Regions from separate parts of the Muntiacus reevesi genome. Here all the other regions are linked to region 1. Evidence: chromatin contacts called from public Hi-C data. All regions are on one chromosome and are shown on one strand. The core of a region is the stretch at or near the end of the contact, and the rest is flanking DNA. Distances in the headings are between cores, read along the strand shown.

Region 1 (3,269 bases), core at 292-2,791:
GATCTGTCATTTTGGCTTCTAAAATTGGTCTGCGATTGCCCACTCTCAAGACTGTCCAGTCTCCCACACTAGACCTTCAGCCGGGCCTTCCGACTATTCTGGAGGTTAGAAAACCTGTCCCCCCGTCTCGCAGATGCTGCTCTCCCCGCACCGGCTCTGCACAGAACATCATTATCTTTGCTGAGCTTCTGTCTCTATGGCAATAACAGATGGGAAGTGCTGCGGAATTATTCATGTTCTGGAAAGCAGGCAGTCAAGGAGGAGAGGAAGGTGGGGGGTGGGAGAGGGGCACGACCTGGGAGCCCGGCGATGGGGGTGGGAGGAATGGAACTTGGGTGTGCAGGGAATGAGAGGCTTGTAAGCCTCGGGTAGGCCCGTTGGGAGGAAAACAGGAAAAAAAAAAATCTATGAGCACAGGAGTATTCCCAGTCGGCTGGCTCCAAATGTGGATCCCATGAGTGACCTCGAAGCAGTAAAACCAGAAGAAATTGGACGAAAATGCGCAAAAAGGGGAAAAAATCGGGGGGGGGGGCGGGGCTGGGGGGGGCACAACGCCAAGTCTTCTGAATTCGGTGCACTGAGATCTGGGGTACTATTTCAGTTCCTAATTTTGCGGTGGGGTGGAAAAAAGGGGTTTTTCTTGGTGTTTCGAAATATGACGGAGCAGCTCGGCAGAGTTCAATATGCTAATCGACCACAGCGGAACACCGACAAGGGAGACGGCTCTGTTCGGCCCCGAGGGTTACAGCCGAAAGCGCTTCGGTCATCGCTTTCCTCGTCTCATCTCCTGTTCGCCTCCAAAACAAAATCCCAAACCCCTCAGGAAACACTGTAGAAGCATGTAATTTCTAGCTCCCTTTTGGAACCGAGAGAGCAGTCTGGTGAGGGGGTAGGGGGAGGGAGGCTGAGAAGTAGAGACAAAAATGTTTTCTCTCGGTTTTGCCAGAACTTCTGCCAGCCCTCCAGCCCGGCCCGATGGCGGAGAAGGTCAGCCCAGGGAAGGCGTCTGGGCGGAGGCCGCCCAGGCAAGGCGGGGGCCGCCGGGGTGGGGCGGAGCGCAGCGCAGCGCCGGCAGCTGGCGGGGCGGCCCTCGGGCGGGAGGCCCCGCGGGGGCGGGGGGCAGCCCCCGCGCGCAGGGCCCACACGGGGGGCGCGGCTGGGCGGCCGCCACCCGGCTGCCTCCGGGGCGGGGCGGCCCAGCTGCGGCCCCGCGGGGGGAGGGTCGCCTGTGCCTGACCTCGGGCCGCGGCGCTCGGCCGGGCGGACCTTGCCTCCGCCCTGCCGGCTGCTGGGGTCGCGCACAGTGCACCGCGCGGTCGCCCTGCCCCCCTCTCTCCGTGTCGCGCGGCGGCCGAGCGACCAGGGCGCCCCCGGGTCTGGCCCGTCTCCACGGAGCAGCGGGTGGGGCGGGGGCGGGGCGGTGGCGGCCCCAGACAGCCGGCTAGGCGACTCGAGGAAGGAAGGAGGGAGGGCGGCGGTGGGGGTGGGGCGGGGAGGGAACATCCTGTCTGCGCCGGGTGCACCGCAGACAGCGCCGCGCGCCAGCCGCCCAGACGGCGCGCGGGGCCAGGAGCGCCGAGCGCGCGCCTGGGGGAGGGGCGCGCGCGCCAGACGACGGGCTGGGGGAGCCCTAGGGAGCCACTATAGGGCAGACGGCGCGCGCGCCCCCGAGGGGCTAGGAGCCGCGAGGCGGCGGCGGCGGGCTCGCGCGCGCGGTGCCGCCGCTGGCTCAGTTCTCCTCTCCTCCCCTCCCCCCCCGCCGCCCTCGCTCTCCCCCGGGCGGCCGGAGACGGCGGCGGCGTCTGCGGGAAGCCGTGTGTCTCCGCAGTGACGTGGGCGGGCCGAGGGCTCGGTGACGTCAGAGGGCTGTGTGTAGCGATGTGTGTGGGGTTCGGAGCGGCGCCGGCACAGCCAAGGGGAGCGGGCGAGCGGCGGCGGCGGCGGCGGGCACAGGTGCGGCCTCGGCTCGCGGGGGGCGGACGCGGCGGTAGGCTAGGGGCGCGCGGCTCCCGGGGCGCCCGACGGCGGCGCCGGGCGTCAAGGGGAGTTAACAAAGCTCGTCGGGCTTCCTCGGGTGCGGAGGCCGTAGTCGGCGGTCCGGATGCCTGGGTCCCGGGTGGGGTCGGGGCCACGGGGGGGCGCGGGCCGGGTGTCCCACGGCGGGTCATGCCTCGCTGATCCCGGGTGATGGGCGCGGGCAGGGGCCAGGTGCTGCACTTGACTGGACCCGTCGGGACCCCGGACCCTGGACGCCCGTCACTGTCCCCTTCCGCCCCCCGCCGCCCGTCTGCGCTCCGCGGGGATGCCCCGGGCTCGACCCGGTAGGTCGGCGCTCAGCGACTGGGAGGTCCCGGCTCGGCGCCCCTCCCGTCCGCTGACCCCTCTCTCCTCTGCCCTGGGCAGGCGAGGGGAGGTGCAGCCTTACGGGTGCTGGGGTAACACCCGAGAACTTCCCGGGGAGAGGGTGCGCGGGGGATTTCCACAGTCCTGCCTGCGGCCCCCTTAGCGGGGCGGTGTTGGGAGGGCACCGGGGTGTTCCGAGACTGCGGGGGGGGCGGGGTTGGGGGGGGGGACTCCTTTTCTTCCACTTCCCACTACCCGCTTGCAAGCCCGAGGCGTCCCGGGTCCCTTGCCCTCCTCTCCCCGCCTCCGCCTCGGGTTTAAGGTGGGTGAATGGCTTTGCGTGGGCCGAGGATCTCAGGGTTTGAGGGCTCCCCATTCTAAGTCATGCCTCCTGCCCTCTTCCTTGGCCTGCGTAGGCTGAGGTGTTCCTGTGGTGGGCGAAAGTCAGTACGTTGGCTAGTGGCCTTGGTACTTAACCCTTTGGGTCTGTTTTAAGGTAAATTGCTGGGAGTTTGGCTGGCAAAATTTTCTGTTTACTGGATTTCTTTTGGATTTTCTCTCAAGAAGGAAGTGGAAGAAGAAGCTTTGCTTTTTCCCTCTTCCTCCATTTGCATTCTTTGTGAGGTCTGTCTGCCTTGTGCTTTTTGTCCCGGATTAGTCTTATTCAAGGATGGAGATTCCCAGGAGTGGAGTCTATAGCTTTTGGCTTCCATTAAGCAAATTCGCTAACCTTTTAAAGGGAAAGTTAATTTTTGCCTACAGCTATTCCAGAAAAATAACGTACACTGACTAGATGAATTATGCGCTTAAGATTGTGATGTGTTATAACTGATATTTGATTTTTAGATGAAACTGGTGGGTTTTTTGTTTGTTTTTGCTTTTTAATTAAGAGATGAAGTAATAGGTTATTTTAGTCAAAATAGGTT
Region 2 (3,741 bases), core at 145-2,644, 330 kb before region 1:
AAACAGTGACAGACTTTATTTGGGGGGGGGCTCCAAAATCACTGCAGATGGTGACTGCAGCCATGAAATTAAAAGACGGTTGCTCCTTGGAAGAAAAGCTTTGACCAACCTAGACAGCATATTAAAAAGCAGAGACATTACTTGGCCTACAAAAGTCCGTCTAGTCAAGGCTATGGTTTTTCTACTAGTCATGTATGGATGTGAGAGTTGGACTACAAAGAAAGCTAAGGGCTGAAGAACTGATGCTTTTGTACTGTGGTGTTGGAGAAGACTCTAGAGAGTCGCTTGGACTGCAAGGAGATCAAACCAGTCCACCTAAAGGAAATCAGTTCTGAATATTCATTGGAAGGACTGGATGCTGAAACTGAAACTCCAATACTTTGGCCACCTGATGCGAAGAACTGACTCACTGGAAAACACCCTGATGCTGGGAAAGATTGAAGGCAGGAGGAGAAGGGGAGGACAGAGGATGAAATGGTTTGAAGGCATCACCAACTGGATGGACCTGAGTTTGAGTAAGCTCTGGGAATGGGTGAGGAACAGGGAAGCCTGGCCTGTTGCAGTCCATGGGGTCGCAAAGAGTCAGACACGACTGAGCGACTGAACTCACTCACTGAAAATAACAATAGTTATAACTAGTGTCCAAGTACCCTGCGGTCTTCTTAATTTCAACTTCTTAGATGTTCTCTATTTATCTTATTAGTTCCTCGTACCTCCCTGAGTTCTGACGCCTGGATTCTAAAAGTGCGTTTTGAGAACCAACGTGGAAAATGGAATGCGGAATCCAAAGTCTGTGTCAGACGAGCCCAACTACTCTCTACTTTGCATGGGGAAAGATAATTGGTCTTCAATCTAGGATGTGCCATTTACTAACTGTGGAGCCTTAGGATAAACCAGTTCATATCGCTGCACCTCCGCTGTCTCAGTTTTCCCATCTTCAAAATGGGGTTAGTAGGATTTACAAATGGGGAATGGATAGGATAGGGCTCACTGGCAAGAAAGGAGTATCACAAAGACTCTAGAATTCCACAGGTCCCAGTAAATCCTAGGGGGAAAGCTCCACCCCAAACCTACTGACTCCGAGGGGGTGGACCCCGGAATCTGTATTTTAACAGCTTTCCAGGTGAGTCAGATGTCTAGTCAAGAGGACTCTTGCCAGTCCCCCAGCTCTTTGATCCACTTATTAATTTCCTTCTGGTCCCAGCGATTTCCAGTTCCCGCAAAAAAAAGAAAAAAAAAAAAAAGGAGCCGAGGAAAAAGGGGAGAAAAAGCATATCCAGGGTCGGAGTGGCCGATACCGATCATTTGCCAGCTTCCCTCCTTCCCCGGCGCCAGCCGCCGGGTTACATAACGGGTCCCGCGGCGCGCTCTCGCGAGGTTTCCACCGCCCCCGCCTCGCTCCACGTCAGAGGGAACCGGGCGGAGCGGCCAACATGGCGGAACGCAGGCGACACAAGAAGCGGATTCAGGTAGCAAAGCCGAACCCTGGGGTAGGGGGCTTAAGGGCGCTAGGAAGTGGAAGATGCTGAGAAAGCTCCCGGGAAGGGCGAGCGAAATCGAGGACGAGGTGGGGTGGGGTTCCACCGCGAGGCCGCAGGTTGTGGGCTGCGTCGTTGTGAGGGGCCTGAGGAAGGGCGGCGTTGGAGACGGCGGAGACAGGCGGAGGTGCTCGGGCTGCGGCGGAAGGCAGAAGGCGCTGCGCTCGGAATCGGCCGTGGAGGCGCGGCCGTCAGTTCAAGGTTCCGGTGGAGGCGCCGGCCTGGGCCTGTGCTGGGAGGTCAGCGCCCTCCAAGCGCAGACATCGACCCTCCCGGGCTCCTCCCCTCCCTTCTCCACCCCATCTTTTCGCCTTAGCTGTCCCGAAATTGAGGCCACGGTAACTAGGGTAGAAGAAGGCGGAGGAGTGATCTAAAGCTGCCGTTCTTTGTGCGCGTATAGAAGGACCGTAGGAGGTGGGAGTGAGCAGGGTTTGGTCAGCTGCCCCGAGGCCCAGGCGACGAACTGCGTATCCAGGTGTTCGTTTGCTGTACCCTTCTTCCTCCTTTTTATTATTAACGTAAGCGTCCAGCTGAAGCTTTGTGGCTTTCTTTCAGCGACACAATGTAAATAAACAAAACTCGGTACGGCAACGAGCGGGTCGCGCCTAGGAACCTTTGACATGGCAGGGTGTCATCCTCATAACCTGCATAGCATCCCTCCCTCATTCCACAGGCCTGTCATCTGTGTATTTCTTCCCTACAATTTTCCCCTGTTGTTCATGCTCTCTGCTCAGAGGATTAAATATGTGGAACATCTTCGACTCACGATGTGTCTCTCCTTGTTAGTTTATGTGCCTAGAAACCTTCATATGTCATCATAAATTGGGCTTGTTGTAAATTGTTAATATGCTAATCACAAATTGTTACACTCATTTTCTTTCTGTTCCTTACTGTTTCATTGCTTAGAATGACTTTTCGTCTGATGTTTTATTTCCCCATTTAAAAAAAGTTTATCACTTAACTTACACCACGGGTGATTTAGGTATGCAAGTTAAAATTATCCTTAAAAGTCTGAAGTACTAGGGGAAAAAAAGATGCCAGTGATCAGTAAATCTGGAATTTTGTAATAGGGCAGAAATAAGAGAGTAGTTTCAAATAGAGTACAGAACGGGACCAGAAAGAGACAAATCCTGCCCCCTCCCACAAGTTCAGACAGGCCATAAAACCAAAGCTTAAGTTTATTGTGAAAGAAGTTTGTAATTATACTATTCCTAGTCTTTCAAAATTTAATGTTATTGGTCAGTTCTGGATACATAATATTTTCATTAGAATTTGTACTGAAGTTGTCAAATTAGTACTTACTGAATTTCTTATATTTACACATATGGTACATTTTATGGCCCTAAATAAACTTTTTTTTTTTTTTTAATTTCAACTGTTCTTTACTGTGGTCACAAAGGTGATCCTAATTTACTTTGAATAGCTGCTCTATTTCTTTTTTTTTTTTTTTTTTTTTCATCTAATTCAATTGTGATCTCATATTAAGCAAAAAGATAGATTAAAAACTGGTATAGCAGTGATAGTCACTGGGAGCTAAAACATACTGTGCCAGTTGGTACCCCAGTGTCAGTAATTACTTGCTGTGTAACTTTGGTCAAATTACTTAGCTTTTTCCCTCTATTTCCAAATCCGTAAGAAGGAATGTTTACCTTGAAAAGGGATCCTCTTTGGGTTGTGGTGGAAAAAAATAGGTGAGTGGATGACTGGTTATTAAAGGTTATAAAAGCTATGAACATAGTATTTGGCACATAACTCCTTTTTCCACCTCCCAGAGGATGAAGGGTTTAGGATAATTTTTTTTGGTTTTTGCTCGGCACTGCTGAAGAAAGATTAACAGTTACCTAGTCAGTAAATAAACCTTTGAGTTGTGAGTGCTATAAAAAATTTTTACTTACTGTTGTTTAATTGTGGATTAACTAAGTATGTAAGGATCTGATTGTTAAAAATCAAGTTGTTATACTGCTAAGTGAAAATAAAGGACACTTCTCAAATCCTCCAACTTTTCTATATAGCTATGCTATGTGGAATGTTGGGCGTGCTACTTGGAGTACTACTATGCAGCCTCAACAAATTAATAAAAATATACAGTAGCTTATCGAGCTCCCTTTTTTTTCCCTCCAGGGAATCAGAAACTGTAATATTGACGTTACTTTAAACAAAAAGATCAAATGTAGTGGCCATGTTTACAGTTGAAGTTACAGAA
Region 3 (3,454 bases), core at 594-3,093, 510 kb before region 1:
CAGCGCAGTCACCTCTTTCTAGCTAGCCAAAGCCCCGAAACACACCCGAGACACTCAGCAACAAAGAAGCCAATATACTTCTTTTCCGTAGAAAAAAGTAAACTTCAAAGAAGGGCCAACTAACGGGTGCCCAGTTTCTAACCAGGGGCTTTGAAAACAATGTACGTAAATTCCAACTTTTGAAATGGTAGCACTGTTTAACTGGACATATGGTCATTTCCCGTTGGGGTTTCTTTGTTCTTTTGTTAAAAGTTAGGCTAACTTTCTGAACTGCATGCCACAACAGAACTATGGAGACGTATGAGGGAGTTTCTCAACCCCAGTCTCCAAGCGGGTTTCCGTAGTGTAGTGGTTATCACGTTCGCCTAACACGCGAAAGGTCCCCGGTTCGAAACCGGGCGGAAACAGCTCTCATTTCCTTTCCCTTTTGAACAGGAGCAAAAGGATCCTGTGATCCTCCTTCTTACCCTTTTAAAAAGTAAAATTCTGACAATAATTTGCAGTACCTTGGGAATTTGGACTTTTAACGTGGATGTTATTAAACAAATATTCTTATTAATGGCTTGCACGTGGAAGAAGTGTTCCAGACTTTAAACAATTGTTTTTAAATTCAACTCACAACCTGATACTGAAAAAATAATGTACAGCCTACCAAGCGTAATTAAACGCAGGGTAAAAACTGGTAAGCCCTGTCACCTCGGCACTCTTTGTATTACAAGTCATTCGGTTTTCCATTAGTTTTCCCATTGAGATTGTTGATTTTTCTAAACGCCAGAGACCATGTTTTGCGCTCTTTCATATACTTCGTATCTGTTTGACACCTACTAGAGACTCACAGCTATCCCTCAATTAATAAATTACCGAAAAGGATTCCGACAAAAATAAATGTAATCAGAAAATTATACTCAAAGAGAAGACGAAATCAAGAAAGAACCAGACTCGTTTTTTCCCCTTATAAACCTAACGGTTATGGGGCTCCCCACCCCCACCCCCCCATAAACATGGTTCTAACCGAGAAGAAAGAATTTACAGACAGCAAACAAAATATGGTTGTAAAAAAAAATCTCGAGGAAAAAAAGAATTCAAGTTTACAATGTTCTTTAAAATAAAGTCGTGAGTAAATTTCCCACGGTCCTGACACAACTCTTAACAAGTAAAAAAAAAAAAAAAAAAGCCGAAGTTTTGGTTTTCTTAGATTTTTGATGTCCGCATAAAATTACTCACCCTAACATATGAGCACGTACCCCTTGTACGTCTTTTTAAATCACGGAGCTAACTAGCACGCCTTTCCCTCACTGTCGTTGACTGCGTGCTCAGTCCTGTCTGACTCTTTCCGACCCCATGGACCGCATGTAGCCCGCCAAGCTTCCCTCACTGTACAAAATCTGCATAGAATGCAAAAAATTGTATTAAATGCTTTCTAGTCCACAGCAGAACCTTTTCCGGTATAAAGCCCACTTTTCCCCAAGCGCATGCCCAGTGTGCCCTACAGCTTTGCGCCGCTTTCTTGCATCTCAGACTGCTATCACCAGGTAAGGGTATCCTGGATACTGGGCTCCAGTTGGCTGATGCAAACAAGACTCATAGTTTCTCAAGAGCTTTCTGGTAGTACCTAAAATAAAAAGGGGTGATCAGTCTCAGCTCCAAAATTCCCATGGCCCAGAGCCAGAGTACACAAAGCAGCTGTTCCCACTCGTGGGGCCTCACGGAAGTGGAGGATAATGGGAGAAGACGAGCAACTAACTACAAGCCCCAGCATACAATGCACAATTTGGTTCCTGGAAAGAGGCCGCAAGGCAGCGCGGCTCAGCCTCCGCGCAAAACGCAGGCGGAGCGCGAGATGCTGACTGTCTAGAATGCTCACGGTGAGGACGACAGTCGTGGCTCCGTAAGCAAGCCCTTAGTCTCCTAGCCGAGACGCTCCCGGTTTCCGGGTGCTCCTGGCAGGCTAAGGAGCGAGTTCTCTATGCACCAGCATGCTGCCCTCAGGCTGCTGTTGGACCTCCAGGGTCCTAGAGCCTACCGCGTAGCCGCGGAACGCGCGGGATCGGATGTGACGTCACCGTGGAGGAAACAGGGAAAGGCGGAGCGTGGCGTGGTGACGTATTTCCAAGATGGCGGAGAGAGAGTGAAGAAACTGTTCCCCCTCGGGTTTCTATAGGTGAGTTCTGTCTTTGCCCCCAGGCCGCTATTCCCGCTCTCTCCAGACCTTGGGGCATTGGAGGGCAGGCTCCGTGGAGTTCGCATTCAGGCCGGTGTGAAGATGTTAGGGTGGAAAGCTAGGGCGAGGCAGCCCCGGTGTTGGCCTTGGCCACAGCCTCTGCCGTGGGAATTGGGGGAGTGGGAGCTGGGCGAAGGGCAGGAAGGCGGAAGTCGGGAGAGACCGGCTTTTACTGTCACTCTCCTTGCGGCCTCGAGTAGACGGAGGTGGTGGTAGGAAGGAGCGTGGCCTCCTCGGGGCGGGTGACCAGATCTTTGACAACTCTTGGCCCTGCTGGTTCTCCGCCCCCTTCGGCACCCGCCTTGCGTTTAAGCCACTGTATGCTCTGCGGAAGTTAACGGGTTTCGAAGATTTGAGAGCAATTTTACACTTAATCGAAAGGCAGAGAAGCAGTTGAGAAAAATTTTAAAGAACTCGTACCATGTCCTTTGACCATTTGTCCCAAGGAATCATTTCTTAATGGTTTGTTAATTTTTTTTTTTTTCGTAATTTACGTGTGCCTACTGAGCTTGAAACTGTGAAGGTTCAACTGATGTTCAGTTCAGTCGCTCAGTCGTGTCCGACTCTTTGCGATGTAGAAGTGTGAAATTTTGCGGTGCTTTTTTTTTTCACTTTGTGGAAATGTTTTCACACATCGTCATTTGTTGACGTGTCCAAAGGATTGTGTTAGTTGACCAAGATGAAATAGAAACTAGGATGGCTTTTTATCCCTTCGGCATTTTTATCCGTATTTGCTTGATAAGAATTTTCTGGGGGCGTAAAATGAGAACAGGCTTTGTTCTTGTTTGGATTCTATGTCTCTTTATTCACCAATGGCTTGGGAGAAAAGTTTGATGAAAACATAGTGGTACTGATTTACTCTCTCTCTTGTTTTTTTAGAACAAGGATAGAATTCGATTCCGATATCAAAATGCAGTATTCGCACCACTGTGAGCACCTTTTAGAGAGACTGAACAAACAACGGGAAGCAGGTTTTCTTTGTGACTGCACCATAGTGATTGGGGAATTCCAGTTTAAAGCTCACAGGAATGTGCTTGCCTCGTTTAGTGAATATTTTGGTGCAATCTACAGGAGCACTTCTGAGAACAATGTCTTTCTTGATCAGAGTCAGGTGAAGGCTGATGGATTTCAGAAACTGTTGGAGTTTATATACACAGGAACTTTGAATCTTGACAGGTAAGGTATATATGTTATTTTCACTTACAAAAGCTGGTCAGTAGTCTTGAGCTAAAG

The links. A called contact is a pair of places that touch in the nucleus more often than the background predicts.
Region 2: a contact with region 1 is called in a Hi-C map of blood, with 5 times the contacts expected there. The contact joins the promoter of SEC62 here to the promoter of SKIL in region 1. A contact is called at or near these places in 2 of 3 Hi-C or Micro-C datasets (blood and muscle).
Region 3: a contact with region 1 is called in a Hi-C map of muscle, with 3 times the contacts expected there. The contact joins the promoter of MYNN here to the promoter of SKIL in region 1. A contact is called at or near these places in 2 of 3 Hi-C or Micro-C datasets (blood and muscle).

Annotation. Positions count from the first base shown.
Region 1 is chr8:73,911,875-73,915,143 of mMunRee1.1, reverse strand. It overlaps SKIL (SKI like proto-oncogene), which reads left to right and starts at 1,541. Exons shown (of 7, transcript XM_065942688.1): 1 at 1,541-1,953.
Region 2 is chr8:74,241,139-74,244,879 of mMunRee1.1, reverse strand. SEC62 (SEC62 homolog, preprotein translocation factor) reads left to right here and starts at 1,394. Exons shown (of 8, transcript XM_065942096.1): 1 at 1,394-1,469. The coding sequence starts at 1,434.
Region 3 is chr8:74,422,814-74,426,267 of mMunRee1.1, reverse strand. MYNN (myoneurin) reads left to right here and starts at 1,843. Exons shown (of 9, transcript XR_010664261.1): 1 at 1,843-2,161; 2 at 3,101-3,397. ACTRT3 (actin related protein T3) reads right to left here and starts at 2,144. Exons shown (of 4, transcript XM_065943450.1): 1 at 2,024-2,144; 2 at 1,225-1,612. The coding sequence starts at 1,232. TRNAV-AAC (transfer RNA valine (anticodon AAC)) reads left to right here and starts at 335; the gene lies at 335-407.